Regions from separate parts of the Mus musculus genome. Here all the other regions are linked to region 3. The links are chromatin contacts, called in public promoter capture Hi-C maps. All regions are on one chromosome and are shown on one strand. The core of a region is the stretch at or near the end of the contact, and the rest is flanking DNA. Distances in the headings are between cores, read along the strand shown.

Evidence for each region. Promoter capture Hi-C pulls out the DNA fragments that hold promoters and counts their contacts.
Region 1: a contact with region 3 is called in a promoter capture Hi-C map of erythroid cells, with 3 times the contacts expected there. The contact joins the promoter of Spg21 here to the promoter of Zwilch in region 3. A contact is called at or near these places in 5 of 39 promoter capture datasets (erythroid cells, hippocampal neurons, liver and 2 more) and 1 of 115 datasets of contacts at active chromatin or transcription factors (astrocytes).
Region 2: a promoter capture Hi-C map of erythroid cells shows a contact between it and region 3, with 6 times the contacts expected there. The contact joins the promoter of Parp16 here to the promoter of Zwilch in region 3. A contact is called at or near these places in 12 of 39 promoter capture datasets (3T3-L1-derived adipocytes, the C10 cell line, cranial neural crest and 7 more), 1 of 115 datasets of contacts at active chromatin or transcription factors (fetal liver) and 2 of 9 other capture datasets (liver and macrophages).
Region 4: a promoter capture Hi-C map of pre-B cells shows a contact between it and region 3, with 7 times the contacts expected there. The contact joins the promoter of Fem1b here to the promoter of Zwilch in region 3. A contact is called at or near these places in 4 of 39 promoter capture datasets (embryonic stem cells, erythroid cells, liver and 1 more), 2 of 115 datasets of contacts at active chromatin or transcription factors (astrocytes and large pre-B cells) and 1 of 9 other capture datasets (liver).

What each region holds. Positions count from the first base shown.
Region 1 is chr9:65,459,085-65,462,274 of GRCm38.p6, forward strand. Spg21 (SPG21, maspardin) reads left to right here and starts at 1,853. Exons shown (of 9, transcript NM_138584.2): 1 at 1,853-2,070.
Region 2 is chr9:65,213,343-65,216,607 of GRCm38.p6, forward strand. Parp16 (poly (ADP-ribose) polymerase family, member 16) reads left to right here and starts at 1,348. Exons shown (of 7, transcript NM_177460.4): 1 at 1,348-1,521; 2 at 2,007-2,290. The coding sequence starts at 2,117.
Region 3 is chr9:64,171,042-64,174,223 of GRCm38.p6, forward strand. Zwilch (zwilch kinetochore protein) reads right to left here and starts at 1,890. Exons shown (of 19, transcript NM_026507.4): 1 at 1,777-1,890. The coding sequence starts at 1,850. It overlaps Rpl4 (ribosomal protein L4), which reads left to right and starts at 2,346. Exons shown (of 10, transcript NM_024212.4): 1 at 2,346-2,392. The coding sequence starts at 2,390.
Region 4 is chr9:62,809,846-62,813,316 of GRCm38.p6, forward strand. Fem1b (fem 1 homolog b) reads right to left here and starts at 1,803. Exons shown (of 2, transcript NM_010193.4): 1 at 1,213-1,803. The coding sequence starts at 1,460.

The DNA.
Region 1 (3,190 bases), core at 603-3,102, 1.3 Mb after region 3:
ATGCTGTGGGAACTTCCAGTGGATGCCACACAGGACAGCTGCAAATTCTTAGCACTCTGCCCACCAAGTCTACCCAAGCTGTGGCCTGCCTTGCTCAGAAACCTGCTGCCAACAGCTGTGTGCTGAGACAGCTGGACACGCAGATGTCAAACATTCTGTCAAGGACAAACAGTGTGCTTGCCATGTGTTGAGGAACAACTGAAGATTCAAATAACCCTATGGGACTTTTCTAAGAGACACAAAACATTGTTAGATTGCTCACATTGTAATAAAATATGCACACACACACACACACACACACACACATATATATATCAAAGCCTATCTATCATGTATTTGGTGATGAGCTCTGAATTTTGAGAGCTGGTTAAAGGTCTTTTCAGATTCTGTATCTACCACTTTTTGCTATAATTTTGAACAATTCAGTTAGCTTTGAGATACAGTACCACTATTTGAGATCCTTCTGCCTCACCTTTTTGAGAGCCGAGACATCACTATGCATTGGGGAAAATGTGTCTGGTGTTTGTCTAAGTTCTAGACTGGAACCTAAGACTCCTGAGCCATAGATCAGTGTTTGGTTGTTTTGTGGTTTTGTTTTTGTTTTTTTGAGTCATTGTTTTCGTCTGTGCTCTCTAGGCCTGGAGAGATGGTTTGGTGGTTAACAAACTTACTGCTCTTCCAGAGGACCAAAGCTGAGTTCCTAGTACCCAGTCAGGCTTGATCCATCTTAATCATCTGCAGTTCCAGCTCCAGGGGGTCCAAAGCTGGCCTCAGCAGGCATCAACACACACACGTACACACACACACACACACACGCACACACACACGTACAGGCACACGCACACACACACACGCACACGTACATGCACAGGCACAGGGACACGCACACACACACACACACACGTGGGGGCTGAGAGATTGCTCAGAGGTTAAGAATACATATTACTTTTACACCCGTGTTAGGCAACTCACAAACACTTGTAATGCCAGCTCTAGGATCCTCCTCTGCCCTCCTTATAAACTACACTCATGTGCACCATATATTCTCTCTCCCACAAACACACACACGATTAAAAGTAATAATAATAAAAAATATTTTTAAAAGTCCCTAAAACATTAGGATCTTGCTTTAGGAACCTTACAAATTTTCAAACAAGATTGACAGGTCACTCAATATTATTATGCATTATTTCAGAGCAAAGCTGTAAGCTAACTGAAAGGTGTTGTGGCATCTGCCACATCTCTCGTAAGAACAGTGACTAGACTGTGCCTGACAGAAGAGGGCAAACCAGCGCTGAGTATACCCCCTCAACATCAGCACAAAGCCATAAAAGGAGACAAGGCTTTGAAAGGAGGTCAGAGGACAGCGTCTATACAAAAGGTAAAAACAATTTTGCTGAGAAAGCATATGCAGTTGGGAGGCTGAAGGGGAATGGGACATGGGAGGCAGAGACTAAGGGAGGGTGATGATCCAAATTCTTTATATAGGTATCAAAATGTCCTAATTAAGCCATTGTAATGAACTGATATATACTAATGTTTTAAAAAGACTATGTCAAGGCCTATTCACCAAAGCTATGGACCAAAAGTGTCTCCCCACCAAAGCATGAAGACGCCTAAAAACCGAAGTCAGAAGCACATCCCCGGGGCCTACAGCCTAGATTTTTCACTTCCTCCTCCATGCTCCTGTCAGAAGTGACCAAGAACTGACCCTTATCCACCACCAGCCTCCACAGCCTCTAGGACACCGCAAATCTCAGAACAGGGCCTCCCTTGCCAGCCCCGTCGCCATAGTAACCACCAGAGCCCCGCCCCTTCCTCGCCATCTGGTCCCGCCTCCTCGGAACCCGGAAGCGGGAGGCGCGCCCGGGGAGCTCGCAGTACCAAAGCTGGGAGGCGGTGGCCTCTGGCTGCTCGGCCGCGCGCCCCCTCTGCCCGCTGCTCCCGCGGGGCTCCTGATCTGCGGCCGCCGGTCCAGTCCGCGCCCCGCCGACTCCATCCTCTGCGCCCAAATCGGGGCGAAGATCCGTCTAGGCTGGAAAGAAAGGGACGCGGGAGCGGCCACGGCAGGTGAGGGGCAGGCCCTGGAAAGCAAGAGTGTGGGTGTGTGGTGCGTGTAGGGTTGTAGGTGGGCGTGTATCGAGCATGCGTGACTTACGAGCAGAGTTCACGAGTGGGCAGGTCCTTGTGACCATGCACGTGATCCATATCTCTGTGTGTGCGTGTGGTGCGCTCTCGCGGGCGCCTGTGTGTGTCCGATTGTGCCTGTGGGTCTGTCTAAGGTTCAGCCTCGGTTCATTGCGGATTGTTGTTGTTTCTGAACTGGTGGAACCCAGGGCGGCCCCTATGGCGATTGGTGCCCAAAATCCTTAGTCAGACATCCTCATTTTCTTGAGCCACCCATCCTGGGGCAGAAATTCAGGAGCATTTTGGTTTCAGTCAACTTTTAAGGGCTGCGAGTAGAGTTGTTTTAAAGATCCTACCTCAGACTAGGTGTGAGGCCTGTGAAAGAGTCATGAAGAGTGTAGCAGGGCGAGAGAAACCCCCCCCCCCTTTTTTCTTCTTTTCCCAGGGAGTTAGAAGTTAGGGGCTGATGTTGTTTTGTCTCCATCTGCAGTGGTCTAGCTTCTCTTTTTGCAAGGATTCTGCACATTGGGAAGCCGTCTAATAGCTGTGTATGAGTTTTCAAAAAGATTTTACACCAGAACCTTGAAACGAGTGGTCAGAGAGAAAGATGTGCGGGCAGCGTCTCCTCTCATGATATTTAGAGAGAAGTGGATAGGTTCCTGGAGAAAGGATAAATCTTACCTGAAGAAATCTCCAAAAAGATGGCTATTTAATACATATAGGTGTGGTGAAGGATGAAGATGTGTAGTGAACAGCCCGCCGCAGGGCCTTAGGTGTAGTTCAGTGGTAAAAGCCCATGGTGAGCGTTCCCCAACACCGAGAACCATAGTTATGTCACCTAGAGGCTCTCTAGTTCTAATAACCTTTTTAATTGGTTGTATTAACAACCACAGATTGTCCCTATATAAGACACCTATACATTGAGATAAAGGACCAGCAATATGTGACTGACCGTGTGTTAAACATTTGTAGAGGCGATTTCCTCAGCTATGAACTGCAGGTTCTGTTGAAACTCTGAAGGCCAAGTACATGCTCTCTCACAACTAGCCAACTTACTGTCCAG
Region 2 (3,265 bases), core at 98-2,597, 1.0 Mb after region 3:
AGACATTTTGGTGATTCCAAATCAGCCCAGGCCTTACAACAACCATTACCATTTGGACTCCTGGGGGTGGTTTGCATCATTGTTTGGCCTGGGAAGCTCTCTAGGGTCTGAGAATATAGTTCTGCCTGTCTTCCCTCCCGAAGTCTGAGGAGCACAGGGCCAGGTCCCATTCGGATGCCCAAGAAGGGGGTGATTTCTCAGAGAGCAGAGCCAGTGTGTGTGTATGTTTATTTATCTAATTAATGGTTGTTTTTGTTTTTGTTTTTGTAAAGTTTTGTTTTGGGGTTTGTTTTTGTTTTTTTTGAGACAGGGTTTCTCTGTGTAGCCCTTGCTGTCCTGGGATTTGATCTGTAGACCAGGCTGGACTTGAACTCAGAGATATGCCTGCCTTTGCTTCTGGTGTGCTGGGACTAAAGGCGTGAGCCACCACCTCTCAGCACGTGTGGGGTCTTTAAAGGGGACTTTTAGTCTAACAATTCAGCACTGGTCTTAGATTTCTATGTGACCAGAAGGCCAAGTGCTTTTTTTCTAGTGAGGTCTTGAAGAAGAAGAGGTAAAGGGAATCTGTTCTTACATTTTTTATTTTATTTTATTTATTTATTTTGGTTTTTCAAGACAGGGTTTCTCTGTATAGTCCTGGCTGTCCTGGAACTCACTTTGTAGACCAGGCTGGCCTCGAACTCAGAAATCCTCCTGCCTTTATTTTAATTTTTTAATGTATTTATTTTATGTATGTGAGTACACTGTAGCTGTACAGATGGTTGTGAGCCTTCATGTGGCTGTTGGGAATTGAATTTTTATTTAGGACCACTGCTTGCTCTGGTCAACCCTGCTCGCTCAGTCCCTGCTTGTTCCGGCCCAAAGATTTATTTATTATACATAAGTGCACTGTAGCTGTCTTCAAACGAATTAGAAGAGGGAGTCAGATCTCATTACCAGTGGTTGTGAACCACCATGTGGTTGCTGGGATTTGAACTCAGGACATTCAGAAGAGCAGTCAGTGCTCTTACCCGCTGAGCCATCTCACCAGCCCTACATTTATTTATTTTGTGTATACGTTCACATGTGGGCACACTTGAGCCTTGGTGCAGGTGTGGAAGTCATAGGACAAATTGCTAGAGTCACTTAGCTCCTAACATATGGGATCCTGGGATAGAACTCAGGTCGTGAGGACGGACAGCAAGTGCCTTTACTCGACCAGTTGCTGAGTCATCTTGGGGTCCGGTCTTTTCCCTTCGGCAGGGTTAGGTCATTGTTCTCCCAGTGCCTGTTTTCCCGACTTCCTGTTAGAGGCCTTCGAAGGAGGAGGATCCTGGGAAATCTGAGGTCAGACATTTGAGCAATTCAGAGAATTGCGGAGGCTGTAAGGTAGAGAGGAAGGTCTTTGGGTCGGCTACAGTGTCTTGAGAAAGTATTGTGTCACTCCGACCTTCAGTTTTCCCTGGGTATCAAGTGGCTTCTTGTGTGCAACGTGTCAGCTCCAGAGGAAACCGATTTATTCAACAGGTGGCAATTCCCAAGGTGAGCGAGGCTGGCTCAACCCGTGGAGCCAGGACAAAGACAATTCCCCGGGGCGGGTCCCGGGGCGGTTTCCACTTGGGGCGGTGGCGAGGATGACTAGCAGCCGCATTGGGCACCTTTGCCCAGCACCCGGGGCAGCTGGGATCCTCCGGGACCTGTGGGCGGGCGCGAGCTGAGCAAGGGCGCGGGAAGGGGCGGGCCTGGGCCGGGTGGGCGGAGCGGCGTGAGAGCGGCGGGCGGGGAGGTAGGCGGTGGCTGCTGGCAGTGTGGGGCGGCCAGGACTGATCGGCCGGGTCCCCGGGGTACTACCCACGCCGGGTGCAATAGCGACAACTCCATACCGGGGACTCCGGGACTGGCGGGACCCGAGAGGCGACTCTCCCAGATCCCGTGTTTCCCCGCACTGAGCGACCGTGCCCAGTGTCCTGCAGAGGACGCTCGCCGGCGCGTTCTCACCAATGTCAATTTGTCACCCCTTTGCCTAGCTCCACCCCCCGGGCTGGAAAACCTGGCAGCAGACGGTCTACGGTCCCCCGGGCCCAGGCCCCGCGCTGCCCCTCCTTGTCTCCTCCCGGCCACGCGCTACGAGCCCGGGATGCAGCTCTCCAACAGGGCAGCAGCCAGGGAGGCAGCGAGCCGCGACGTGCTGGCTGCGGACCTCCGCTGCAGCCTCTTCGCCTCGGCGCTGCAGAGCTACAAGCGGGACTCGGTGCTGCGGCCCTTCCCCGCCTCCTACGCCCGCCACGACTGTAAGGACTTCGAGGCCCTGGTGAGTCCGTCCTGATCCACCGTTGCTCGCTGCATCCTGGGCCAAGTGGCCCTGTGGAACGGCAGGCAGGAGCAGCTCCACCCGTGTTAGAAAACACGCCAATTCCCTGGACTTCCCACCCAGCCTGGCCTTGGGGAAGGTTCCCATCAGCAAGAACACTCCTAAACACCCTCGTGCAGACACACTGCCAGGTCATTCGGTGGCTGCTTCCTTTTGTCAGTGACTTAATCCCAGGAGTGATGGAATAGCTACATAGTCCTCCACAAAACGCTCTAGTGTGGCCCTAAAGGGGCGTTGATCTGAACCAGCTGTTCTGCCTAGATAAGAAGTTGTCCCTCCCTCTGCAACTAGTTAGACTTTGCCCTTCAGATGAAGTTACATATTAACAGTACTTATATAAACTGCCACGCAGTGCACATAGGCGTTGTTACTTTCTGATGATTTATAATTCGGAGTGCTGGGATGGATTACAGGTTTCAGCACTTCGCATGACCCATACATAAATCATATAATTTCTTTAAGAGTTAGGGTATTCCAGATGTCAGTTATCATTGTAATCCAAATATTTGGAATTATCTGGAAAGATATAGCTTGCCAAAATTGACTCAGTGAAGAAAATAGAAAGTCTCCAGTAGTGGTGGTGTACACCCACAATCTCAGCTCTCAGAAGGATGAGGCCGGAGCACAAATTTGAGGCTAGCCTGGGCTATAAAAAGAAACAAGCAAACAAACCTTTGCGCCTACCTGCGTCAGTGGCAAGTTCTATTTCAAATACAGGAGTAATACATGATTACAGTTTCATAGAAATTCTTCCAAAATACTGAAAATGTAGTTAGATATGGTGGTAGACAAACATCTGTAATCCCAGCCCCTGGAAGGTGGAATCATTCAATTAATAGTTCAAGGTCAGCCTCAGCAATAAATCGAGTTTCTGTACAGCCTGGATTACATAAAACTATCTTGAGCAAAACAAGA
Region 3 (3,182 bases), core at 640-3,139:
CTCAGCGAAGAATTAAAACAACAGAAGTGGCTGGGAGTCTGGGAAAGATGAAAAGAAAGAAGCTGGCTGGTCTTTTAAGTTTAGGACTCTTAACTTGAAGAATTCTGGAGTTAAATGCCACATCGGCAAGAATGGTAATTTCTTCCTAGGTTTGTGGTGAAGCCCTGGAGATCACCAAGAAACTTCAGTAGGCACGGAGAGGGATACAGTAAGTGAAAACTTCTAGAGTTTATGCATGGAAAGATGAAAACATCCAGGAAAGAATTAGTAAGCATAAAGGATCTAAATAAATTTGTATCAATGGAGGTGATAAAACAGACATAAAACAACCATAGAAGCTGAGAACATAACTCGGGAATAACAGTGCTTGCCTAAAATGTGTGAAGCCATTTCCAGAACCTCAAAAGCTGGGCATAATGGTACATGCCTGTAAGGACAGCACATTGGACACCGGGCCACGATGTTTACAAGTCCAAACTCAGAGATCTTGGGTTTAAAACAATAAAGTACTTAACACCATGGCAAAATACCACAACAGTTAAAAACAACTCAAGTTCCTGAGCTCAAAGACATTAGCTTCTTTAAAAACATCAGTTTTGTTGGGCGTGGTGGCTCATGCTTTTATTCGTAGCACTAGGGAGGCAGAGGCAGGTGAATTTCTGAGTTCAAGGCCAGCCTGGTCTACAGAGTGAGTTCCAGGACAACCAGTGCTACACAGAGAAACCCTGTCTCAAAAAAAAAAAAAACAAAAAAAAACAAACACAACACAACAACAAAAACCCAACCACTAAAACCCACTAGTTTTAGCTGGGCAGTGGTGGCTCCCGCCTTTGACCCCCAGCACTCTGAGGGCTGAGGCGGCCGGATCTCTGAGTTCCAGGCCAGCCTACTCTACAGATTGAGTTCCAAGACAGACAGGGTTACACAGAGACACTATTTTTTTTTTTTTTTTTTTTTTTTTTGATTTTTCGAGACAGGGTTTCTCTGTATAGCTCTGGCTGTCCTGGAACTCACTCTCTAGACCAGGCTGGCCTCGAACTTCGCCTGCCTCTGCCTCCCGAGTGCTGGGATTAAAGGCGTGCGCCACCACGCCGGGCTCTGAAACTATCTTAAAAAACAAAAGCACATTAGTTCTTTTCCTGTAGTAGTGAAAAATTATTACTGCTTTTGTAAACAGGAGGGGCAATAATGGCAGTTAAAAATGATAGCATTTAGAGACTAATGGGCTATACCCAACTAGCAACACCTTGCACCTAGAATTAAAGTTTTTTGTCTTCACATCAGGCCTACGAAATCAAAAATCTCAGAGGCTGAGCCAGTCAATGTATATTTTGGCAACCCTGTGGGTGATTCTGATGTGAGTCGCTGACTTAGATTTTCACACAGGATGTAGAAGTTGACAGAATTTCACTGAGGGAACACAGTGAATTTGTGGCACGGCTCACGCCTCTCATCTCGGCATCAGGAGGCTGCCGAGGAGGGTCGATGCGGATTCTGTCCGTTTCTGAGCTTGAGGCCCGATGACATCTAGCTCTCTGTGTCCCAGGAGCCTCTACTTAGAAGCGTGTACATCAGTCCAATCCGTACACTGCTTTGCCATCTTGCCTCCCTTGGGTAAGCTCGGGTGTTTTCTCCGGAGGCCGGCAGTAGCCTAGGCCTCCGCAGAGCCCTGGCTGCCTCTCACATCCCAGGTCCAGGAAAGCCGGCAGCCAGCTGTGGCAAACACCACCGGCAGGGGAGGGACAAGTACCATCCCATTCCCCAACCACAACTCACTGCCGGAGACGAGCATAAAACTCCTCCGCCGCGCGGTTCATTCGCGACCACATACCGCCGTGGCCTCCGTCCATTGCTAAGAAGTTAAACTGAACTGCGCGCCCAGACAATGACGTCAGAGGCCATGACCCCGCCCCGCCGGAACTACTTCACGCTTTAAGTTCGGTTTGTACTCAACGCTAACACATTGCTTTAATTTAGTAGAGCATCCCCTCAATTTACTATTCCAAAAGTCTCCCATTTCTGTTAGGGGGGAAAAAATGGACTAAAAGAGATGTTATGATGAGGGTGGGCGGGATGAGGAGAAAGATAATTCTCGCGAGAGTTGTGACGAGTTACGAATTATTCCGCGAAAAAGAGTCCCTCCTTTCTAATCACTCTTTTTAACTTTAAAAAAAATGAATACATAATTTTAACACACGTCACGCAATAATATTACCTTTTGAAATTTTTACATGTAGCAGAAAGATAGATCGTGTCTCTAATTTGATTTTGATAAGGGGCAGGATGCGGAAGACGAGTGGAAGGATATATAGAGTACAAGTGACAAGTCTTTCCTTTTCCTGTGGGAGCAGCCGGGTAGAGAGGAGCGTGGCCTTCTCCTCTCCCCGTCATGGTGAGTGGAGGTCTTCTACACTGGGCTTCCCCCTGGTCTGGGGGGCGGCTATAGAGGAGGGCGAAGGTTCAGAACATGGAATCTGCAGAGAGGAGACGAGGGAAAGGAAACCTAGCACCTTTTCTGGCCGGAGCTGAGTTGTGGGCGCTGAGGCAGCCATCTTAGAGGCAACGTGGGCAACAGCGCCAGGTGGATGGTAGAGGAACCTTTGGGATCTTAGCTTTTCTTAGTTCTAAGCTTTGCTTAGTTCTAAGCAGGGTTGCTGGAAGCCGAGCGTTTTGATGCCAGAGACTTGTCAGGGGTTCGAGATCGTCCGATGACAACTCCGCACAGGCCGTGGCGGGTCATGTGCTTTCAGTCCGGAGAAATTGTCTTCAAAGAAAAGGGCTGAAGGATATCTGAATTTATGCTTTCCAGGAAGATTGCCTTCACCTCTTTAAGACAATTTCTGGAAATGCATGTCTTCGTTACTTTATATGATGTAATCTAGACCTTTGAATCTTAAGCGAGTTTTCAGTAGTAATTAGTATATTGTTTTACCACGAATGTTTATCTGTAGATGGATTAAGGTTGTTCTGACCACAGTAATTTGGAGACTGTTAGATTCATCGTTAAACCGACTAGATAGGTTGTCCTATTGTGAGACGACTTAAAGGGGGGTATAGTAGAAGAGATGGTATAGTATCTGGAAGGGCACATGGGAAATAGGTCAGACCTAAGTGCTGGTGGAATCCTCAGTTAAGAGTCTTTCAGAGTATCAAAACGTTTCTGAATTTGAAGGGGTCTGGAA
Region 4 (3,471 bases), core at 553-3,052, 1.4 Mb before region 3:
GTTTAAGGAGGAAAAAAAAAAAAAAAAAAAACAAACAAAATTTAACATTCATCTTTAAAAAAAAAAAAAAAAAAAAAAGATGCTTTAAAGCCCACACCTATAATGGAAGCTAAAGCAAGAGGTTGGGGGATTCCAGGTCAGCCTGGGCTATGCAGCAAGACCTGGTTTTGGAGACCAGAAGTAGCAAAGAAGAAGGGAGGGAGGGAGGGAGGGAGGGAGGGGCTAGAGAATATAAGAATGCTTCCAAACAGGCTTTTTTGGTCAGGCAGTTTTTACTAACCAAAACTAAATTGCATTTCTATACGTAGATTCCACCTACTGCAAAAGAAAATGCTAAACTAGTAATAGCTTATTCATTTACAGGTCAACAAAAACCAATGTAAACAAAGCAAACTGAATACAGCTATATTATGCCAATCATTCCGCAATCGTTCAGCACAGGAAAAAAAAAAAAGGTATCAAACGTGACGACTCTGTTATCTTCCTCCGCCCCCCAAAAATATGTACAATTAACCTCAAATGAAAAAAAATATTAGAATAATAGTAAATAGTAAATTTTTGAACAATGTTAAGTGTTTGTGAAACCTTCCCACTGTATCACCCTATACATGTAATTTAGCAATGGCGTAACTTCTACGCCAGGCCCAGAGCCACCTGTACAGCCAAAAATATTGGCCAGCATTGTGGGAGAGTCAGAACCGTGCCTAGAGATGCCCAGCTGCATGACAAGATTCTAGGGGCTTATTTTAACAGATAGTCCCACGACCTGCTTGAGGCTCGATCCGACCACGGGAGGGGGGGAGCGGGAGGAGAAGGGATATGGAGAGGTTAAATGAAGCATCAAAAGGTCCTCAATTTTAATTGTTGATCTCGTTAATTTCCGATCTAGGTTACTACGCCAGTGCTGATATAAAGATACAAAAACCTAGATGGGCAGCCACCACTCCGACAGTGCGTGTTCGCTGACTAATGAAGACTATAGATCTCAAGACCCAGGGTGTGGCTACCACCTACAGGGGGAAAAGGGTAGGAGTCGATAAGAAAAGGCAGCAAAGCATAGCTCTGGGAGACGAGGTGGGCATCAATGGGGGTGAAGGGATATGAAAAAGAACTGAGTCCACACATGAAAACAGGGTTAATGAAGGATGAGAGGATCCAGGGCTTGGGAGGCCCGCGCGCGTCGGAGGGAGGATGGAGTTGGGATGTACCTACCCGTCGAAGCGGACGGTGCCGGTCTGCTGGGTCTGCACACGGTAGTGTTCTAACAGCAAGCGCACCACCTTGGCGTGCCCATTGCGGGCTGCGATGATGAGGGGTGTGGAGCGCTGTCCTCCCTGCTGACTGACATAGCCCAGCAGGTAGCGGATATCGCTCTCTGACCGGTTAAGGAGCAAGGCAGCCAGAGTGAGCACCTTGCCCTCGCTGGCCGCCTTGTACACATAGCCAGCCAGGCCCTCCATGGCCGCCGCCAACTCCAACACCCGTTTGGTCGCCACCGCTGCTGCTGCCTTGCGCCCCCGGAGGCCGCGTCCACCAGCACTTCAGACCCGGGCCCTCACAGCCCATTCAACAGGGCGCCGCCGCCGTGTCCAGGCAGCAGCGCGACCCAGGGAGGGCGGAGACGCAGAGGTGGCCGAGCACCGCCGGAGGCACAAGTGGGACCCGGCCCGGGCGGGGAGAAGGACGGTCAGGGCCGCCCCCGAGGCCCCAGGCACCGGCCCTGGGCCGAGGGGATCTCCATGGCGGCCGCCGCCCCGGGTCTCAGGCCGCCTCCTTCCTGCGGGCTGCGACAGGCGCGCGCCCGAGCTACGGGTCGCCGCTGGGGTCTCGAGAGGCCCGCGCACGCCCTGGATAGCGAGCGATGTGCACGCCTGCCCGCGCCGGGCCGGAGGGTCTGGAACGGCCTCCACTTAGCTCCTCGCCGCAGGAAAACCGCGGGCACTCGCCCACCGGCGATCGAAAGGGTCCGCTGGCGAGCGGGGCTCCCGTGAGCCGCGCGTGGGTGTTCGCGGACCGCGCCGGCAGCACCAGCACCGGAACTTAGGGCGGGAGGAAAGCAGCCGCCGCAGACGGAGCCGAAGGGAGGGAGGGAAGGCAGGAGTGGGAGGGACGCTTAAGTAGGTATTGCTTCCTAAACCGACCGGCGGGCAAACGAGGCTATCCTAAAGAAAGGTTCCGCTGTGCGCAGTTAGCTGAGCTCTGATGCGGGTTTGAAAGTCCCTAGTGCCCTTGACGCAAGTAGCCATCTCGCCCCCACAGGACCCTAGGATGCTTAGTCAAGGCTGGGGGCGGAGAGAAGGCTACTGAATCTACGGGCTAGAAAGCACATCCAGTTTTATGATTATTACTGTGGGATACTGTCTGCCAGTGATTCACGCGCGGGGGCGCGAGGTGGGGGCCACAGGAAAAGGGGAAAGAGCACCCAAAAGATCCATTTTTGAATAAGGGCTATTATGAGCCTCCGAAATTTGGGAGGGCGAGAGCCGCTTCACTGAAAAGCAACTGAAAGCCTCACCAGACCTCCCAGGAAAGGGGATTAAGTGTGTAAGATAAAGAGCTAAGAGGCAGCAGTCATAGCCAGATGGAACCAGTCTCTAGTCCTGACCCTGCAGAACCTCCGCTGTCTCACTTACACGTCACAGAATTGTTAGGATTTGAAAAGAGCATTTATCCAAAGAATGCTATAAGCCATTCACGTACAAGGCTTTGGTTAGCATCAGAGATTTCTTCATCTAGGCTAGGCCTTTCTCTCCTGGGGCTTGTGTGGTTGTGTGGAGAAAGCAGACAAATAAATGATGTAGAGTTGTTGGATTCATGTCATTACTATGAAACAAGGGCTATGGGTGTGGACTAGGAGACTTCGCCTGGGTGGTCAGAGAAGTCCTCTGTAACAGGTGCCTGAAACAGAGGCTGGACAATGGAAATAGTTCAAAGATCCTGAGCAGAAGACAGATGGTGAGCTCAGAACAGAAGCAGTGTGGCTGCTGACTGTAGGAAGAGTTCTAAAGGATTAAGTCAGCAGGATGCAAGTCATGTGGCCCAGTGACCTATGCAAACGGTTTGGTTTACTCTGGGATTGCATTTAGGGAGTTTTAAATAGAAAAGTGACAAGATGGCGCTTTTTTTTTTTTTTTTAAGATCACATGCATGCTCCCTAATGTGTGCAGAACATAGCCCAGGAAGCAAGAGTTTAGAAGTTCAAAGGCCAGTTAGGAGAGGCTGGGATTAAGTGGAGGATAAACCACTTCTCAGATTATCTCCTAAAACAGTTACCTATTTTCAGATCCCTATGCAAATGTCGGGGGGAGGGGGCTTACACTATTAAAAAAAACAGTCTTGGAAATAAGAACTGAAGATAAGATTTCCTTTTTAATATTTATTTCTGTATTTTATGTATTCGGGTTCTGTGTCTGCATGAATGCCACTGTGCCTTCAAAAGAAATTATCAGGTCCTACTAAAGATTGGTTGTG